Regions from separate parts of the Zea mays genome. Here region 1 is linked to region 2. Evidence: chromatin contacts called from public Hi-C data. All regions are on one chromosome and are shown on one strand. Each heading gives the region's core, a stretch centred on a gene start, on an enhancer-like site or on the middle of the called end of the contact. The rest is flanking DNA. Distances are from core to core; before and after follow the strand shown. Region 1 has its middle 120 kb from the start of LOC103649833. Region 2 has its middle 4.9 kb from the start of LOC103649831.

Region 1 (5,580 bases), core at 184-2,683, 200 kb after region 2:
CATCTAATTTCCTACACATACTAGTGTATTGTAATCGCTTGCGGTAAAACATGAAAAATCGCTTCTACCACAGTGCTACAACACAAAAAAAGATTTTATTTCTCCCAATATTTGGGATGTGCAAGTTTTCGATCTAAGGCTATCTTCAGTGGATCGTATAAAATAGGGGACGCAGAACTATAGATGGCACTATTTACAGAGTTAAGTTTGAAATAAGAGATAAAATAGGGAATGTGATAGGAGATCTGTTTGAGATGGCACAACCTTAGTGGTGTATTTACATGCTCCATATAAACACAAGGCAAAAGTAACACTTCACAAAAAGAAATAGCTAAAGCATAAGAAATAAAAAAACATATCTTACCAAACTAACTAATCAGCCATCTTTCATATCAACATTTCACGTCATTCAAGAAATGAAACATGACAAATGTGCTTAATTATTGTTCCACTTGTTGTACGCCTGCACTGCTACCAGAAGTGGAAATTAATCCACAGCGACAGCTGTGGGATCGATGGAAGATCTAAATATAACAGCTGCTCAGAAGCTAAGCTACAGGTTAAGAAACCGGTCTATAGTACGGAAAGGGCGGAAATTGTGCCGACTGACAAAAAAAATGTTGGGGAGACAATTTCCGCAATCATGTTTTATGACTTCCTTCTGTACTTGAGTAGAAGAACATCAGCTAGTGCTGGTTAGTGAGCACCGAGCAGCACACCTAAGATCATTGTATAATAATAGGATAAGCAAAAGGACAGACGACAGAGCCGTCGTCTGCTATTCTTCTTCTTGTGCAATTCTACTTTGTATCAGTCGTGTCTACCCAGACAAAAAAAAAGCATCAGCAGCATCCATGTTTAGTTAAGAACCTGGGCAACGTAATGCGATGGTCTTCCTGTCGTTGTACTTGCCATCACACTGCTTTGAGTGAATCACTGTCACTGGCACTAGCTGTAGTATACCTTCTCAGAAGGAATACCACGTTTGACTTCAAGTTAAAAGGTGAATGGAACCGAACCACCAAGTGTTTCAGTTCGTGCAGCTTTGGTATTGTCCAACAAGGCCAGTGGTTCCCAGATCTCAGCTGTAACTAGTGCGCAAAGATCACCCCTTTGGTGCGCGTTTTTACATGGCTAAACAAGTTGGGACGACAGCACACGGCACATCAGAGCCAGCGTCTCCAGCATCTATGTGAGTTCAGATCAGCAAGCTTTCCGGTTGGACTTTTGCTTCAGCCCGGTTGGAAAGAAATCTCCCCCAAATCCTACTAACCCCAGGGAAAGCTGGATTTTCGCGGCTTTATTTTCGTAACGCAATCTCGTCTCCACCACCCACGAAAGCTTCATTCACCTCCAAATTCTTCCCTCCTCCTCGCTCTTTATCAAGTCTTTCCCCAACTTCCAAACAAGGCCCACCATGTCCCCTAAACTTGGCACCCATCTATTCCTCTCTTTCTGTCCCTTTCGAATAACAAAACAAGACTTGCAGGACGCTATTGTGGCTATATAAAAATTACATGATATCTTCAGTGATCTATATATTATCATTTGTTAGTATTACTTAGAGGAGACGTGGTTATGTAGCTGTCATCTATGGTGGCTTTATTCCGGTACAATTTTTTTTTACCCACTATTGCTTAGACCATGGACATCTATATATGCTAATTTAATGGTTTCAGGTTAGCTAAGTTGATCAATTACTTGATTGCATTGGTTATCATAAAGTATATACCTATACCATGCACCTTTAGTTTTATTATTCTCCAAACATATATATGCCACATCCATAACAAATCAAGAGTCAAATAATCATTTAAATAGGCTTCCGTGACTGCTTTGGATCCGGTAACCTGCTGATAGCCCGAAGCCACCTTTCATCTGATTTTGACATCTAAATCACAAGGTGTAGATACAGAAACTAGGATAGATTATTTATATATGTATGGCACAGTATTACAGGAAAACCAACAGCTACATACCTGTAGACACGATTGATAGGAACTCACATGCATGGAATCAATCTTGTCCCCTGATTATGTATTCTGTTGACGGTGCTACATATTAGATTCTAGTCACATATATTAGACGTGACAGCGAAGCTAGCAAATATTTTATCGGGGTCATTAGTATTATCTACTGGATCTTTACTATAGAACTTTTGTTATTAACACCGATTTCTATTAGATATTCAAAAAATTACCGGGGTCAGTTGACCCCAAAATAAGGGCTGGCTCCGCCACTGAGACATGTCCTTGGATCCAGCCAAGAGACCGAGCCAGAATGCGGGACAAGGGTATGCGGTCAACTTCTAAGTTTTTGCCGATATTGTTCCGGGAGTATTTGGTAGAGCTCAGGTAGTTGCGTATCAGGGACATTTAGCGTACACATCTTGGGCAGGCCCTTGTTCGGTTCCGTTTTGTTTATGATAGGGATAATTTGATTGCTTTGGGCCCGCAACAAGCGTTGGGTTTTAATTTTACTTTGATCAGGCATAATGAGGCATGGAATTTTCACTCCCTCAACTTTAATAGGGAATGTTGGTTAATGTTGTTGGCTTTTCCTTTTGATTATTGGTCACATGAACACATTCAGAATGCTATTGGGGCTTTCGGGATGTTGCTTATGAGGGAAGCGGATCATTCAAATATAACAAGGTTATTGCTCAGGGCTCCCTCAACTTTAATAGGGAATGTTGGTTAATGTTGTTGGCTTTTCCTTTTGATTATTGGTCACATGAACACATTCAGAATGCTATTGGGGCTTTCGGGATGCTGCTTATGAGGGAAGCAGATCATTCAAATATAACAAGGTTATTGCTCGGGGCTAGGGTAATAGCGCTTGAAGAAGTGCCACATTTTATAGTCTTTTCTGTTACAGAAGTGTTTCAAGGTTTTTCTCGGACCATACAATGTGATATCATTCAGAATGATTTACTTGGTGCTCTCCCAGAAGACGAAGAGGAAGTGTCCCCCTACCCAAACAATGGACAAGAGTTACCATTTGACTTTTTTGGTCTTGGTCAGCCACTAGTTCAGATGGAAATGGGGCTTGGTAAGCCAATGGAAAATGTTGGTCTCGACCTCAGTCTTCCACAGGCTTAGGCAGAACACAAGCAAAAGTAAGATAATGTGGGGTGGGATGAATGGCTAGTAGTTGCACAACCTCCACCAGTTCCACAACATGAACAACTAGTAAATTAGCATCCTCGGGAAGGCTAGCTCAGTTTTCAATTCTCTGGTTTGGAGGATTTGAACTCATCTAGTAGCTCAGTGGGCATTTTGGGTCATAATTTTGACTCCTTTCCTTGGGCACCCATCAACATGGTTGTAGATGCGGGTGTTCAAGATTTAGAGATGCCTCAACTTGATGAACAGATTTTGGAAGTCCCAGCTGTCTTTGGCTCTATAAGCAATCCAACAGCCAAATGAAGATGAAATAATGGAAAACATGGGTGACTTGATAGTGGAAGAAGTAAATCTGGTTCAAGAGCCTCCTTAATTTAATATCAACAATCCAGATGCTCAGGTCGGCTTTGTTCAAGTCAACAACATGGGGCCAATGATGTTGTCGTTGAGAGCACCTAGAGGGGGGGTGAATAGGTGATCCTGTAAAAACTTGAAACTTAAAGCCACAAACTTGATTAAATGTTAGCACAATGAAATCAAGTGGCTAAGGAGAGCTCTTGTGAACCACAATTGACACAGTGAAAACAAGCACAAGAGACACAAGGATTTATCCCGTGGTTCGGCCAAGTACAATACTTGCCTAGTCCACGTTGTGGCGTCCCAATGGACGAGAGTTGCACTCAACTCCTTTCAAGTGATCCAATGATCAACTTGAATACCACGGTGTTCTTCTTTCTTTACTCTTTCCCGTTTGCGAGGAATCTCCACAACTTGGAGCCTCTCGCCCTTACAATGAGATGATCACAAAGAAACACAGATGTAAGAGTGGGAAGAGCAACACACACAAGCCTCAAGGCACGAGCACAAATACGCACACAAGTCACAACTTGAGCTCTAAGATCACACAGGGAGTTCTCAACTCAAGAGGAGCTCAAATTGCTATCACAACGAATCAAATGCGCTAGAGAGATGTCTTGGTGCTAAGAGATGATCAAAGAATGCTTGGTGTATTCCTTCATGCGCCTAGGGGTCCCTTTTATAGCCCCAAGGCAGCTAGGAGCCGTTGAGAGCAATCCAGAAAGGCAATTCTTGCCTTCTGTCGACTGGTGCACCGGACAGTTCGGTGCACCACCGGACACTGTCCGGTGCAGATTTCTTTCCTATTCTGGCGCAGCCGACCGTTGACGATTTAGAGCCGTTGGCGCACAGGACACTGTCCGGTGCACACCGGACAGTCTGGTGCCCCCTTCTGACCATTGGCTCGGCCACGTGTCATGCGCAGATTGCGCGGCCGACCGTTGGCTCACCGGACAGTCCGGTGAATTATAGCCGTACGCCGCCGTCGAGTTCCCGAGAGCGGCCAGTTGACCAGCGCCAGCCTGGCGCACCGGACACTGTCCGGTGCACCCAGACTGAGCAGAGTCTTGGCTGCTCGAGCCAAGACTTTTCCATTTGTTTTTTCTCTGATTCTAGCACTTAGACAAATATGTTAGTACACAAAAACCAATGTACTAAGTCTAGAATGATACATTTGTATTGATTTTCACTTTGTCCACCATTTGTCATAGTTTAACACATAACCATTTGTGTTGGACACTTAATCACCAAAATACTTAGAAATGGCCCAAGGGCACATTTCCCTTTCAATCTCCCCCTTTTTGGTGATTTATGCCAACACAACAAAAAGCAACATATAGAAGTGCAACATCAATGCAAATAAGAACAAGAATTTGTTTTGATTCAAATTTGGCATATTTGGATCATTCTTTGCCACCGCTTGGTTTGTTTTTGCAAATCAAACTCAATTTCCTATCTCTAAGTCAAATTCACTTGTTGAGACATAAAGAGAGGCATTCCAAGAGAAATTGATCAAAGATTCAAAAACTCCCCCTTTTTCCCATAATCAAACATTCTCCCCACAAGAGACCAACTTTTGACAAAAAGATACACTTAGAGTATTTTGACAAAACAAAAGTTCTAACTCTACTATTTTCAAAATTTTTAAGTGGTAGCTGATCCATTTGCTTTAGCCTTAATTTCTCTCCCTTTGGCATCAAGCACCAAAACGGGATCATTTTTGGCCCATGTAACCTCATTGCCTCACCAAAATTGTCAATTAAGAGCAAAAGGCAATAGGAGACATGGAGTAAGTTACCATCTCATCGGAGTGCAGTGGAAGTCTTTTATGGTCCAAGTCCACCTTTCCCTTTCAATACACCTTTGAGACTAATTTAAGAACACTCAAGCACATGGTTAGTCTCAAGGGATCAAGTTGTAGCACAACTCCCCCTAAATATGTGCATCACTCACACATGGACTTTTGAGGTCCGGGGTTGCTTTGTACAACTTGATCACCATAATTAAGCAACAAAATGCATAAAGAACCACGATCAAGGGCATAAAACACATGTATGCTATAAATCAATCCAAGTTCCGCGAATCTAAGACATTTAGC
Region 2 (5,087 bases), core at 2,273-4,772:
TTGTAGTTGTAGGGGCTCGCCGCTAAACGCGAGCAGGAGCAGCTGCTGGTGCTTTCCATGCCATGCCACAGGAGTTCCCTACTTCCCTGCCACTCCACAAGCTGCAGGGGTTGGCTGCCCAAGGGTCACCAGCGCCCATCCAATGTGGCCGCTCAGGGGTCACCGCGCGCAGCAGGGGTATTTTCCTGATAAAACACACAGTAATCAATCATCAGTACCATCTGTTGGTTGTAGTACAAGAGGTCAAGGATTCGCAGGTTTCTTTTACTTTTTTCTTTTTTTGAAAAAATTGTGCACAAAGTTCATTTCAGTCTTTTGTGTGTGGAAGAAAGTCACTCATTCTCAGTCTCTCAGATACATTCAGCTCACCATACATTTCGACAGCATCATACATCACTTCTTGGTCACCTTTTTCAGTCAGGCTTTCAGTTTCTGAACCACAACATTTAGCTTCGTATTCAAGGTGTCAACCGTTCTCATTCACGGTGTCGAGGGTGGGAAACAAGTCAACAACTTGTCCTTGATCATCCCAGGCTGGGATTCCCAGCTTCCCAGGCAGGCAGCTGTAGTTTTTCTTGGAGCGAGCTATGAGCTAAAACAGATTGCAGATTCTTTAACAGAGTGCTAAGTTGAACTCAATCACTCGTTTTTCTGCTGTCCAACACCAGCACAAGCAAGCAGCAAAGGAAAGGCGAAGAAGCATAGGAGGAATGAAACCCAGCTGTTGCGGCTAGCAGGATTATGCAAGAGAAATTGAGGGGAACAACGCCTGGTGCTTACGAGGCCGACGCGCTGTCGCGGTTCAGATGGAGAGCAAGCTCAGCCGCCTGCGGTTGCGTGGTTGACTGGTTGTGGTCTTGTGGAAGAAGAGGGAAGGGAAGCGCCGGCAGGGGGACGGGGATCGGCGGTTCCTTCTAATTCTTAACCATCCGATCAAGACAAATGGAGGATCCTCGTTAATTTCCAAACATTGCAAAAAAAAAAATCTCATGATCTTTATAATAATCTCGCATGAAATATTCGGTGCAACATTCAACCGCGTGCATGCATACCAAAACGAAGACAGACAGAAAAGCCAGCTAGGGACAAGTCCAAGTTGACACCACGGTCGATCATAGAGAAACCTACCGACGCAAGATTATTTATCAAAAACCGTAGCTTTACATCACCTTTCATATCACATCAGCAGCACAAGAATGTGCTGGCTAATCGAACCATACGAAGGGGTGTCAACCCCACACACTCTAGAAGGCGTGGCTAGTTTCTGGTTTTTTAAAAAAAAGGTTAACGAAGTGTTTGGTCGTCCCTTTCAGCTATCTCTTGCATGCGTCTCTTTGCTAGAAATTTCTCCATCCCCAATCTTGTGCCAATCAACAAAATACTTTAGTACTGACCGGCCCTAGCTGGCCCTTATCTCTATTTCTAGTCACCAAACAAAGCCAACTGAAATTGGCCGGCTCTAATAATCAAGTTAATTAACCCACGCTGCGCTCGGCCGGTCTAAGCTTCCCACATGCCACAAAAAAAAAAAGAAAACTCTACGCTAGACAGGTCTCGCCATGCGTCACCTACTTGTCCTTTTATTGAAGGCAACATATCCTATGTAAAAGGTTCTCCTGTGTAAACATGCTAAAACGTCTTAACAACCTTTGGATCCAGAATCAAAGGCTAATCTTAATCCCACCTAATAATCTTGTGTTTTTTCTAAAGAACCCCCTCCTGGTAATCTGGTGCGGTGGCGGTTAGGTGAGATTAAAATTAGGCTTTGATTCTGGATCTAAAGGTTGTTAAGGCGTTTTAGCATGTTTACACAGGAGAACCTTTTACACAGGATACATTGCCTTTATTAAAAGACTCATGCCTACGTGTACTTAAGCCACCAGTAGTTAACTAATCCTACAAGCTTCAAAAAAAAAACTAATCATACAAGCAACAACACATGATCCGAAGATGATGCAAGCCTAGATTTTTAAGAACCTCGTCTCATGCAATCAAAGGCCCAACTGATAGTCTTCGAGAAAAGATGATGAAATCACAGTTAAACTGTGAATAATATATAGCCTGATGAGTTGAATCATATATACTGTACTGGACTACTTAACGATGAGTTCAACAGGAATTGAGCAGGGGAAAAAAACATGGAGATGGAAAGGTCAGACGACGTGCATCTGCAGTTTTGTTAGCTATAGGCTTGTCGACTAGATCAACTGAGCTGGTGCTGCGTACATGCATCCATCCACATGACATTGACGATTAGGTTAATCTTTTGCGCTCGCCATTAAACTAAACTAATATAGCTCTAGTTGCTCGTCTGGAGACATCCTATCAAATCCGTTCTACATGCCTCCCGTACAATCATGGATTACTTTATATATATATATATGGCCGATGCTTTGCCAAATGGGGTGACTCCATAATGATCCATGTATAGTAGGGGCATAACATAATTTTATTAGCTTCGACTAGGGTTAACCCCAGTTCGTAGCCAACCTAGCCTAATCCACTTGGATATATATGATGTGAATGCGATGCGAGTATGATAAGCTAGCCTACGACAGCCCGTCGACGCGACATGCATATTATTATAGACAGGCGGGATACATGCATATATATATATATATATATATATATATATATATATATATATATATATATATATATATATATATATATATATATGCATGTATCCCGCCTATATATATATATATATATATATATATATATATATATATATATATATATATATATATATATATATATATATATATATATATATATATATATATATATACACACACATTGATTCAGTTCTTGTTGTGGGTTTGCTTTGTACTATATTGTTAGGTTATGCAGGAGTCAAGTTGCCGTTGATAGGAGAGCGTGCATGTATATGTATATATACTTGTACTATACAAATTCAGTAACGAAAGGCGACCAATGGTATACGCACGACGTAACCGTCGATGGTTATTCTATATATGTCTAGGATACAATTTATCACCGACAATTGTGCCTTATAATACGGTCTCCAGAGGCGGAGAACGGGGGTGGAACGAAGAAGGGGACCAACGAGACCAGCTAGTGGGGGCGAATAGAAAACTTGCCAAATAAAAAAATAGCAGGTAACCCCCCACTTAATAATACTATATGTGATACGAATCTTAGGATGATCTATATATCATCATCCACCTCCCTGTGGAGGCGCCACTCCACTACTGTGCACATGTTGACTCGCTAATCCTTGTTAGTTTAGGTACGTTCCAGGGATTAACAAAAGCTAATAATCTTTGTTAGTCTAGTCGCACTCGCACCGCATGTACCAGTACCAGTAAACAAAACCCCTAGCGTAAAGCGCAGGCGTACGCGGCCCCTAACCCTATTGGCATGCATGCATGAGCATGAATGACTGCGTGCGTTTCGTACGTGGCTGCTACCGCCGATGCAGCCAATGGGAGATCAGGGAGTGCAGGCCACGTGTTGAGGTTCCGTTGGCTGGGGGCGGTCCAACCGCGGCGCGAAACGTGGACGCCGGAGTTTCGATGCATGCGGAGCCTACGTGGCCCCGCCGCTGGACCGGCCCAGAAGCGTGGGCCCCAGCGAGCGCGATCTCGATGCGGGGGGATTCTCCGGACATTACCATAAAAAGAAAATTCTGTCACTTCTGTTCACGGCACTGTTTTTACGTAAGTAGTACTCGTATTCGTTTATTTATCTATTATATAATTATCCAGCTCTCGTCCGTCAGTGCTTGTCCACCGGAATGGCAGAAGCAGGTTACGTAATTTACCCTGTCGGCCTTATAGATAAATAATAAATAATATCAAGCTAGCTTGATGCATGGTTTTGGTGCCTGCTAAGGCCTTGTTCGGTTATTCCCAATACACATGGATTGGATGGGATTGGAAAAAATTCTTAAGAAATTTGACTTGTTTGGGATTCAAACCCATCCAATCCCACTCAATCCACATGGATTGAGAGCTAACCGAACAAGCCCTAAATTAAAATAAAGTTGGCAAGACCAAGAACCGATGGACCATATTGTCGACACGCAAGCCCCCAACCCAACGGGGAAGGCACACGCTGAGCATGCAAACGACAGAGGCTCATAGCGCACGTATGCCGGTCACTTGGATCGATCTCTGCAAGGCAAGGCAAGTACATGGCACATATTGTCGCATGCTTTTCTGGTCCCGATTGACAAGTGAGTACCGGCCCGGCCGGAACACCACCCACCATCTGTGCTGGACGCCTGGACTGCTGGTGACTGGTGCGCACTCTCTCGCTCCGACGAGACGCGCGCCTCAACGTGTGTGCCCGTGCCAGGTGCTGCCGCGTCCAAATCACTACCGGAATTCGCGCCTTTGCCGAGTGCCGGTGGCTTTGCCGAGTGCTTTTTATCGGGCACTCGGCAAATCCGGCTTTGCCGAGTGCCGCACTCGGCAACGTCCTGCGCTCGGTAAAGAGCTAGTTTACCGAGTGTAGGACACTCGGCACAGCCGAGCACTCGGCAAAGACTTCTTTGCCGAGGGTCAAGCACTCGGCAAACATGGCTCTCGGCAAAGGGCCGTTAGCGGCCGTCTACAACTGACGGCCGTCAGTTTTTGCCGAGTGTCAAATATCTGGCGCTCGGCAAACATAGTCTTTGCCGAGTGTCCTCTGTAGACACTCGGCAAAGCATATTTTAATTTTTTTTATTTTGGTCACCAAAATTTTTGTGGTATGTTTCTACACTATGTAGACCTACATGTACCATTTTGGGACAATTATAACAGTTTTTTCTATAGCTAGTACATTTAGTTTGTTTATTTGAATTTCTTCGGAAAATTCAGATTTGAACTGCAGGTCACTCGAAACTTGGAAAACCGTGAATGCAAAAATGATATCCATGCTACATAGCACAAGTTACGACCGATTTCAGGAGCGAACCGGAAACTTCGAGCACCATGCTCACTCAACATGACCGTAAACTTGCCATCCAGGTGTTTAAAAATTGTATAAAACAGAAACAAAGTCAGAAAATCATGAACCCTGTCCACGTGTCATGATATCATATGTAGAGGCTGTGATAAAAATTTGAAAAAGTTTCG

Evidence for each region. A called contact is a pair of places that touch in the nucleus more often than the background predicts.
Region 1: a Hi-C map of leaf shows a contact between it and region 2, with 2.4 times the contacts expected there. The contact joins two enhancer-like sites. A contact is called at or near these places in 5 of 25 Hi-C or Micro-C datasets (bundle sheath, ear, leaf and 1 more).

What each region holds. Positions count from the first base shown.
Region 1 is chr3:22,186,473-22,192,052 of Zm-B73-REFERENCE-NAM-5.0, forward strand. No RefSeq gene overlaps it. Among protein-coding and RNA genes, the nearest start is that of LOC103649833, 120 kb to the left of the region's middle. Within about 2 kb of position 1,434, at least 7 of the 20 cell types and tissues checked have an H3K27ac peak or open chromatin away from gene starts, as enhancers often do. A contact at or near this core is called in bundle sheath and leaf, where this site is marked.
Region 2 is chr3:21,983,174-21,988,260 of Zm-B73-REFERENCE-NAM-5.0, forward strand. No RefSeq gene overlaps it. Among protein-coding and RNA genes, the nearest start is that of LOC103649831, 4.9 kb to the left of the region's middle. Within about 2 kb of position 3,523, at least 18 of the 20 cell types and tissues checked have an H3K27ac peak or open chromatin away from gene starts, as enhancers often do. A contact at or near this core is called in bundle sheath and leaf, where this site is marked.